Linked DNA regions of Macaca mulatta: region 2 is linked to region 1. A link is a contact called in public Hi-C data. All regions are on one chromosome and are shown on one strand. The core of a region is the stretch at or near the end of the contact, and the rest is flanking DNA. Distances in the headings are between cores, read along the strand shown.

The links. Hi-C and Micro-C count contacts between places; a contact is called where the count stands out from the background.
Region 2: a contact with region 1 is called in a Hi-C map of blood, with 4 times the contacts expected there. The contact joins two enhancer-like sites. A contact is called at or near these places in 3 of 14 Hi-C or Micro-C datasets (blood, cortical neurons and liver).

Annotation. Positions count from the first base shown.
Region 1 is chr9:77,042,099-77,047,275 of T2T-MMU8v2.0, reverse strand. MICU1 (mitochondrial calcium uptake 1) reads right to left here. Exons shown (of 12, transcript XM_028826501.2): 2 at 4,347-4,508; 3 at 813-981. The coding sequence starts at 4,507. Among named protein-coding and RNA genes, the nearest start is that of MICU1, 62 kb to the right of the region's middle. Within about 2 kb of position 1,660, at least 4 of the 40 cell types and tissues checked have an H3K27ac peak or open chromatin away from gene starts, as enhancers often do. A contact at or near this core is called in blood, where this site is marked.
Region 2 is chr9:77,238,635-77,243,703 of T2T-MMU8v2.0, reverse strand. It overlaps MICU1 (mitochondrial calcium uptake 1), which reads right to left. Exons shown (of 12, transcript XM_028826501.2): 12 at 1-724. The coding sequence ends at 564. Among named protein-coding and RNA genes, the nearest start is that of DNAJB12, 18 kb to the left of the region's middle. Within about 2 kb of position 3,228, at least 5 of the 40 cell types and tissues checked have an H3K27ac peak or open chromatin away from gene starts, as enhancers often do. A contact at or near this core is called in blood, where this site is marked.

The DNA.
Region 1 (5,177 bases), core at 411-2,910:
AACTTCACTGAGGCAAAGCTATATATATATAACAGCAGGTTGTGTTCATTACATAAATTTTTTTTTTTTTTTTTTTTTTTTTTTTTTTTTTTGCGACTGAGTCTTGCTTTGCCACCCAGGCTGAAGTGCAGTGGCACAATCTCAGCTCACTGCAACCTCCACCTCCCAGGTTCAAGCAATTCTCCTGCCTCAGCCTCCTGAGTAGCTAGGACTACAGGTGCATGCCACCATGCCAGGCTACTTTTTGTATTTTCGGTAGAGACAGGGTTTCATTACATTGGCCAGGTTGGTCTTGAACTTCTGACCTCAGGTGATCTGCCCGCCTCTCCCTCCCAGAGTGCTGGGATTATAGGTATGAGCCACCGCGCAGGGTCTAATTACATAAAATCTTGATAGTCATTTGAAGTTTGTGCTGTCCTCAAAGTTACTTGGTCTTCTAGAAGTTATATTTCCAAAGAGATTTTATTCTCTCTCTACAACTTGGTATCAGAAATACCACAAAGACTCAACTTAACGTATATAACACTTAGCATCAGGAAGATCCAGAAACAAAGAATCACCTTAGGCTGCTGAACTGAAAGAACTAAGAAAAAATATGCTAATTGCGGTTATTGGTCCTAGACCCTTTTAACTACCTCCTTTAACTTCACATTCCAAGAGTACTTTTGGCTTAGAACATGATGGAAAATAGCAAAGAAGTGTTAACTTGAAAGTGAACATTAACCATCTGAAACATATGATTAAAAAGATTGAACTGCGTTATTCTACTTTAGGATATACTTCTGATCAACTTGTAAGACTATGCTTCATACTTTTCTGTCTCTGAATCCAGAACGTTTCTTCTTTTTCTCTTCTGGATGAGGCGCAAGATCTGCAGTCTTTTTTTCATGGTTACAAACATCCCCTTCATCTTTATTCTTCCCTTTATCACCAATGTCACTTTTTAGGTTGTCTACACATGGTGGAGATTCTGCATGGGCCCTGGATATGCAAAAAAGAAATCTGGATTAATACTGAATGTCCATCATATTAGCCAAATAAGCAAACAGATACAGCTTAGCAGAGCAACAGCAACGAAACTTGTCAAATATTCTACATGAAGAAGTTCCTCAAAAAATATTAAATAGAACTTCCACATGATCTCTGGGTATATATCCCAAAGAAATGAAAGGGTCTCAAAGAAATATCTGCACATCCATGTTCACAGCAGCACTATGCACAATAGTTGAAAGGTGGAAACAACTCGTAAGTCCATTGGCAGATGAATAAACGAAATGTGGTATATACATATAATGGAATATTTTTCAGCCTTAAAAGGGAAAGAAATCCTCTCACAAGCTACAACATGGATGAATCTTGAGGGCATTATGCTAAGTGAAATAAACCAGTCACAAAACCACAAATATTGTATGACTTCACTTACATGAGTTACCTGGAATATTTAAATTTACAGCAACAGAAAGTAGAATGGGGGTTACCATGGGCTGAGGGAAGGGGAAGCAAGGAAGTTGCTCTTGAAAGAGTAGAGTTTCAGTTTTGCAAGATGAAAACATTCTGGAGATCTGTTTCACAATGATGTGAATACACTTTAAACTACTGAATTGCATATTTTAAAACGGTGAAGACATGTGACAGAAGCCCTCATCCACACATCTTCTCACTGAAACCAGAGACAATGAGCCCTTCCAGCACAACAACTAAATGGACTAGACTTTCAGCCATAGAGCCCCTCCTCGTTCTTCATCTCACTCCAACTCTTCCCATTCTCATCCTCCCCTTGTCCCAACTGTAACTGAAAGGGTGGAATATCAAGGTCTTTAGAAAAAAAATGGTTAAAAAAAATGCTTCTTTCACTACAATAAAAAGGAACATAAATAAAGAAGAGGCCAGGCGCGGTGGCTCAAGCCTGTAATCCCAGCACTTTGGGAGGCCGAGATGGGCAGATCACGAGGTCAGGAGATCGAGACCATCCTGGCTAACCCGGTGAAACCCCGCCTCTACTAAAAAAAAATACAAAACACTAGCCGGGCGAGGTGGCGGGCGCCTGTAGTCCCAGCTACTCGGGAGGCTGAGGCAGGAGAATGGCGTAAACCTGGGAGGCGGAGCTTGCAGTGAGCTGAGATCCGGCCACTGCACTCCAGCCTGGGCGACAGGGCGAGACTCCGTCTCAAAAAAAATAAATAAATAAAAAATAAAGAAGAAATAGGGGCTCAAAATAATACAAGTATTTCTTTTTTAAAAAATAATACAAGTATTTCTGGTAGTTGAAGCCACTGCTGTAATGATATAATACTAAAATTAATTAAATATTACAGAATTGATGAAATACAATGATGTACAAAAAGAAGACTTTTGCTTACAGCCATAATGGAGCAAACTGTAATAGATTTGACTTTCCACCAGGGCAAAAATACAGAAAATTGAACAAAATATATCAAATGATTGCTTTCAGACACTGCACAGTATGCAATTCTCTAAGAAAATGGAGGCCTGGCCAGGAGCAGTGGCTCACACCTGTAATCCCAGCACTTTGGGAGGCCGAGGTGCGTGGATCACTTGAGGTCAGGAGTTCGAGACCTGCCTGGCCAACATGGTAAAACCGCATCTCTACTAAAAATACAAAAGTTAACCGGGTTTGGTGGTGCTTGCCTGGTCCCAGCTGGTCGAGAAGCTGGGGCAAGAGAATCTCTTGAACCTGGGGGGCAGAGGTTGTAGTGAGCCAAGATTGCACCAATGCGCTCCAACCTAGGTGACAGAGTGAAACTCCATCTCACAAAAAAAAAAAAAAAAAGGGAAAGAAAAAGAAAAAGAAAAATGGAGGCCTATAATTGCCCAGAATTTCTGTCTGGAAACATTTTCTAGACCACAAAGAGGATCCCAAGCCAAATATAGTGATCTTGCTAAATTAAGGTGACAGAGATCAAAGTTTAGAAAACCTGAGGTGCCTGGAATTGGTGAGGCAGAGGACTCAAGAGGAAAAAGTCACACAGAGAAAGAGCTCTAAAAATGTATATGGAACACTCTTGAGTATTGAGTCAACACTAAGCAGTGCATTCTTTAGGATGAAACTACACAAAATAATTGCCAAGGAGCCACAGGCCAGTCAATTTCCAGAGTTCACAAGAGAAAACAATCAAGCTCTACCAAGTCAGACTAGAGGAACCTCACGGAACACCTAAGGCATTTAATAACATCCCAGAAAGATCATCCTATATTAATAGGGCTAAATTAGCCCTAGAGGCTGGGCATGGTGGCTCATGCCTGTAATCCCAACACTTTAGGAAGCTGAGGTGGTCATGTCACTTGACCCCAGGAGTTCGAGATCAGCCTAACCAACATGGTGAAACCCCATCTCTACTAAAAATACCAAAAAAAAAAAAAAAAAAAACTTAGCCAGGCATGGTGGTACACACCTGTAATCCCAGCTACATGGGAGGCTGAGAATTGCTTGAACCCAGAGGCAGAGGTTGCAATAAGCTGAGATTGTGCCACTACACTCCAGCCTGGGCGACAGAGCAAGACTCCATCTCAAAAAACAAACAAACAAAAATAAAAAACAGAGTGACAGAATCAGAAAAACAGTACCTATGTATTTTAAGAAAGAGAAGACCGTGGCTCGCTACATTTTCTCTTCTCTCCAAGGAAGTTTCCATAACTAGTGAAAAAAACTATCAGGGACACTAAAGTACCAAGGTTCCTTAGTTAATTTCACAGGGTCGCCAAGTTGTGAAGTCTCAGAAAGCATTCATTTTCTTTTTTTTTTTTTCTTTTTTTCTGAGACAGTTTTGCTCTGTCACCCAGGTTGGAATGCAGTGGCACAATCTTGGCTTACTGCAACCTCCACCTGACTCCCAGGTTCAAACAATTCTCCTGCCTCAGCCTCCCAAGTTGCTGGGACTATAGGCTCACGTCACTGTGTCTGGCTATTTTTTGTATTTTTGTAGAGATGGGTTTTTGCCATGTTGGCCAAGCTGGTCTCAAACTCCTGACCTCAAGTGATCTGACCACCTTGGGCTCCCAAAGTGCTAGGATTACAGGCGTGAGTCACTGCGCCTGGCCGGAAACCATTCATTTTCTAAAGCTGCTATTGCTATCCCTACCACGTTATTTAAAATGTTTAGCAGAGGAGACAGGCAGACCTTGAAGCACAGTGTTTCCTATGTATTGCCTTGGCATGTTGAATTCTTTGAAACATCTTATTTCATAGATGAATATTCATAATACCAAATGATCTGGGCAAGAAATTTTGATACAGAGTTAAGCCAGAAATCAACTCCTTTCTGACAAGAGAGATGACTGGAAGAATAAAAGTATATGCAAGAACAAGATGGTTGGATAACACTCACCTCTTCCACAAAAGACCAGTACTTGCAGTTACTGCAGATGCTCCCAGGAAAGCCACCATCATTAGTCTTCGCCGGATCTGGATGGGCTGTGATCCTCCATGGTACCATCGAGAACCCACAGCCAGTTCTGCCAAAGCAGAAAGTGAGTTCAGACGAAACATCCTGTGGACAATAAGTAGAAATGTCACTCTTAGCTAGTGGTAGTTATGATGATGATGATCCTACCAATATTTCTAATAAACACTAAAGTAATTGCTCTATGACAGGCACTATTCTAAATAAATTGCTTATATTATCCCATTCAATCCTCAGAATAATCTTATGAGAAAGTACTACTTATAAACCTGATATATTAGTCAAAGTACAATTAGAAGACAGAAACCACATGATAAATTGAATAAGAAACTTTTAATATAAAACATTATTAAGGTCAGGTATGTGGCTCATGCCTGTAATCTTAGCACTCTGGGAGGCCAAGGAGAGAGGATTGTTTGAGCCCAGAAGTTGAAGAACGGCCTAGACAACATAGTAGGACCCCATCTCTACCAAAAAAAATCAGCCAAGAATGGTGACATGCACCTGTAGTCCCAGCTATTCAGGGGGCTGAGGTGAGAGGACTACTTAAGCCCAGGATGTTGAGGCGACAGTGAGCTATGATCAACAGAGCAAGATGCTGTCTCAAAAAATAATTAAATAAAATAAACAAAAAAATAAAAAATTATTAGTTACAACAGGAAATTTACTACTCAGAAGTTAAAGAAATAGCAGATATAGGGAGCAGTTACTATTCGAGATCTGACACAGAGCACCAAGAAATGACCAGTCTATAAA
Region 2 (5,069 bases), core at 1,979-4,478, 190 kb before region 1:
GAGCAGACCTTGGAGCCATCCCAGGGACTAACACAGATCCTTCCTGGGGTGCAGTCTTCTCACGCTAGCGTAGGGTGCCTAGGTCATCCTCATTCTCATTTATCATCACAGACTTCTTTCTGCCTGCCAGATATCTTCCCTACTTGTGGCTTTAAAATACCAGCAGGAGGGAAAGCAAGGAATGTTCTCGTTAATATAAATCCATAGCAAAAACGATTTGAGAACTGGATGCTTCCCAGGGTTGGCAGCTGTGTGGATGGTTCCCTGCATTCTTTATCCACCGGGTGCTTGAATGGGTAGTGCTGTTTAGGCTGCCAAATGTCTGAGCTTTTCAGACTTGTTCATGTTTTTGAGAACCTATGGGGATAATCATCGGGCAGAATCAGAGCCCAGCAGAACACGGGGACGAGGAAGGGTAAAGGGGAAACCGACAGAGTCCTGAGGTCATCCCCGGGAGGAAGGGACACTACTTCCAGAAGTAGCAGCACAAAGGGCTCTGCCGAGACTCTGCGGAGGGGATCCGGGGTACTGGGGGTGGAGAGGTCCCCTCTTGCAGTGTGGGGTTACTGTTTGGGTAAAGCGAAGTCCCAAGCAGTTTCCTGTGCACATTTCCACATGGCCTGCATGAGGCGAGTGAAACCCATGTCTTTAGGCTTTTCCAGGCCTCTCATCAGCCGTTGCTTCATGATGGAAACAAATTCTTTATTGCTCAGCTCACCATTGCCTAGAGGAAGAGGCAAACACAACAGGGATAAGTGTTGGCCTAGGAACAATACCACTGAGAAAATTCCATTGTCCACACAAAGTGGATTCCAAAGCCCAGACATTCTCACAGCCAAACTCAATTCTCTTATCTTAGAATTCATTAGTTTATTCCTTCCTTGATATTACCGACTGCAACTCAGTGACAGTTCAGTGTAGTGTGACAAAAGTTGAATGAAAATACAGTATATGCCAGGTCTTGTGCCAACTGTTTAGAACAAGGAGATAAATGAGCTTTGAGCTTTGTCCCTTGAAATACTCCCGAGTTGTAAGAGAGACACATTATTACCACAGTGTGGGGTAAACAGAGGATGCTATGGGGGCACAGAGGAAGAATCTCCCACCCTGACTGAGGGTGATGCAAGGACAGACAGTAAAGGCTTCCTGGAAGTGACTCCTGAGTAGAATCTCACAGGATTAGCAGCAATTGGCCAAGTGAAGGGCAGGTGGGGGAGGCATTCCAGGAGGAGAAGTAGCATAGGCAAGGGTACAGGCAGGACGCAGTGTGGTTGCTAGGGAACTACAAGTAGGCAGTTAGGTATTGCTGGACACTAAAGAGGCAGGTGTTTGGGAAGTAAACTAAGGAGGAAGGCAGGGAGCCGAGTGTGGTGACTTGTGCTTGTTATCCTAGCTACTTGGGAGGCTGAGGCAGGAGGATCTCTTGAGGTCAAGAGTTTAAGACCAGCCTAGACAACATAGTGTGACCCTGTCTCTAAAAATTTTTTTCAAATTAACTGGGCATAGTGGTGGACACTTGTAGTCCCAGCTACTTGGGAGGCTAAGGCAGGATGATCGCTTGATTACCACCCAGTGATTGCAGCAATCGCCAGGAGCCAAGGCTGCAGTGTGCTATGATGGCCGCTGCACTCCAGCCTGGGTGACACAGTGAGACCATGTCTCTAGGGGGAAAAAAAAAGAGGTGGGCAGGAGACAGGTACCCCAGGGTGTGTATTGCTCCTAAAGGGCTGGCACTTTCTCTTCCAGGCAATGGAACAGCAGAAAAAACTGGAAGCAGGGGAGTAAGAAGTAGGCAGATTTCCATTGTGGACAGATTTTTCTGGCTGGCTGTGTGAGGATGAATTGGAAGGCAGCACACCTGGAATATGGGGTCAGTTAGGAGACTGCTGCAATAGCATCTCTGCTGCAGTGGAGAGATGGTGAAGGGTTTCATGGGGAAAACCAAAATCAAACTTCAGCTTTGGATCCAGCCTATTTTCTCATGGTTTCCCAATCCACCCTCTTCAGCGTCAGAATCTCAGGGCTGGAAGAAACTTTGGAGAGCATCTGTTTTGTTTGTTTGTTTGTTTGTTTTGAGACGGAGCCTTGCTCTGTCGCCCAGGCTGTAGTGCAGTGGCGTGATCTCAGCTCACGCAACCTCCGCCTCCCAGGTTCAAGAGATTCTCCTGCCTCAGCCTCCCGAGTAGCTGGGACTAGAGGCACGTGCCACCATGCCTGGCTAATTTTTGTAATTTTTTTTCTTTTGAGATGGAGTCTTGCTCTGTCACCCAGACTGGAGTCTCTCTCTGTTGCCCAGGCTGGAGTGCAGTGGCAAGATCTTGGCTCACTGCAACCTCCACCTGCTGGGTTCAAGAGATTCTCCTGCCTCAGCCTCCTGAGTAGCTGGGACTACAGGCACGTGCCACCACACCTGGCTAATTTTTGTATTTTTAATAGAGATGGGGTTTCACTATGTTGGCCAGGCTGGTCTCCAACTCCTGACCTCATGATCCGCCCATCTTGGCCCCCCAAAGTGCTGGGATTATAGGCATGAGCCACCGCGCCTGGCCCTAATGTTTTTGCATTTTTAGTAAAGATGGGGTTTCACTATGTTGGCCTGGCTGGTCTCAAACTCCTGACCTTATGATCCACCTGCCTCGGCCTCCCAAAGTGCTGGGATTACAGGTGTGAGCCACCGCGCCCGCCGGAGAGTATGTGTTTATTTATTTTTTTTTTTGAGATGGAGTCTCGCTCTGTCACCCAGGCTGGAGTGCAGTGGCGCGATCTCGGCACACTGCAAGCTCCGCCTCCCAGGTTCATGCCATTCTCCCGCCTCAGCCTCCTGAGTAGCTGAGACCACAGGTGTCTGCCATCATGACTGGCTAATTTTTTTGTATTTTTAGTAGAGACAGGTTTCATCGTGTTAGCCAGGATGCTATCGATCTCCTGACCTCGTGATCCGCCCGCCTCGGCCTCCCAAAGTGCTGGGATTATAGGCGTGAGCCACAGAGCCTGGCCGAGAGCATCTGTTTTAACTAGAAATCACCCAAGCCACGCGGAACAGTAACCACCGTGATAGCAGACGTACAGTCACCCCTTGCAAGACACCCAGGAGCCTGCTGATTAAAAGAATGACACCCATTACTGGTGGTGGTAAGACAGCAGGAAACCCACAAACCTACCTCTACTCATGATTGGTCTGGGAGGAGTGTGGAAGGAAGGAATAAATGGTTTACTTCTGTAGAGTACCCAAAACCTAAACTGGCTCATGTTTTCTGGCTGAAGAGAGTATGGGCATCCTCAGAGACAGGAAACCCCCACAGCAAGACAAAACCCAAAACCAAACCCAACAAAACAAAACCCAAAACCAAAACAAAAAAACCTTTGGCTTATTTACATAAAGTACAAAGGTAAAACTGTGTTACTAGAAGTCAGAAAAGTGGTGACTCTTGGGGAAGGAAGTGACCGGAGGTACCAAGTGGGGCTCTGTAGTCCTGGTAATGTGATGTTTCTAAATAATGCTGGTTATACAAGTGTGTTCAGCTTTTTAAAAATTCACCAAGCTGTATGCTTAAGATATTTGTACTTTAGGCTGGGCACAGTGGGTCACGCTTGTAATCACAGCACTTTGGGAGGCCGAGGCGGGCAGATGGCTTAAGACCAGGAGTTCGAGACCAGCCTGGTCAGCATGATAAAACCTCGTCTCTACTAAAAATACAAAAAATTAGCTGGGCGTGGTGGTGGGCGCCTATAATCCCAGCTACTTGGGAGGCTGAGGCATGAGAATCATTTGAATTTGGGAGGTGGAGGTTGCAGTGAGCAGAGATGGCATCACTGCACTCCAGCCTGGGTGACAGAGTAAGACTCTGTCTCAAAAAAAAAAATTGTACTTTTCCATATGTATATTATATTGCAATATAATAAAAAGTTAAAAAATAGCCTTGCTTGGGCTGGGTGCAGTGGCTCACGCCTATAATCCCAGCACTTTGGGAGGCCGAGACGGGCGGATCACAAGGTCAGGAGATCAAGACCATCCTGGCTAACACGGTGAAACCCCGTCTCTACTAAAAATACAAAAAAATTAGCTGGGTGTGGTGGCGGGTGCCTGTAGTCCCGGGTACTCAGGAGGCTGAGGCAGGAGAATGGTGTGAACCTGGGAGGCAGAGCTTGCAGGGAACTGAGATCGCGCCACTGCACTCCAGCCTGGGTGAGACTCTTTGTCAAAAAAAAAAAAAAAAAAGGGCCTTGCTTGGCTGAAAAATAATGAATAATTTGGCTTATCAAGAATGTAGGCTGAGGCCAAGCACAGTGCCTCACGCCTGTAATCCCAGCACTTTGGGAGGCTGAGGCGGGTGGAGAACCTGAGGTCAGAAGTTCGAGACCAGCCTGGCCAACGTGGTGAAACCCTGTCTCTACTAAAAATACAAAAAAATTAGCCGGGCGTGGTGGCGGGCACCTGTAATCCCAGCTACTTGGGAGGCTGAAGCAGGAGAATTGCTTGACCCCAGGAGACAGAGGTTGCAGTGAACCATGACTGTGCCACTGCACTCCAGCCTGCGCAACAAGAGTGAAACTCCATCTCAAAAAGAAAAAAAAAAAAAAAAGCCGGGCGCGGTGGCTCAAGCCTGTAATCCCAGCACTTTGGGAGGCTGAGACGGGCGGATCACGAGGTCAGGAGATCGAGACCATCCTGGCTAACACGGTGAAACCCCGTCTCTACTAAAAAAATACAAAAAACTAGCCGGGCGAGGTGGCGGGCGCCTGTAGTCCCAGCTACTCGGGAGGCTGAGGCAGGAGAATGGCAGGAACCCGGGAGGCGGAGCTTGCAGTGAGCTGAGATCCGGCCACTGCACTCCAGCCTGGGCAACAGAGCGAGACTCCGTCTCAAAAAAAAAAAAAAAAAAGAAAAAAAAAAGAAAAGGAATGTAGGCTGAGGCATGGTGGCTCACACCTGTAATCTCAGCACTTTGGGAGGTTAAGGTGGATCATTTGAGCTCAGGAGTTCAAGACCAGCATGAGCAATATAGTGAGACCTTGTCTCTACAAAAAGTTAAAAAATAAGCTGAGCATGGTGGTGCCTGCCTGTAATC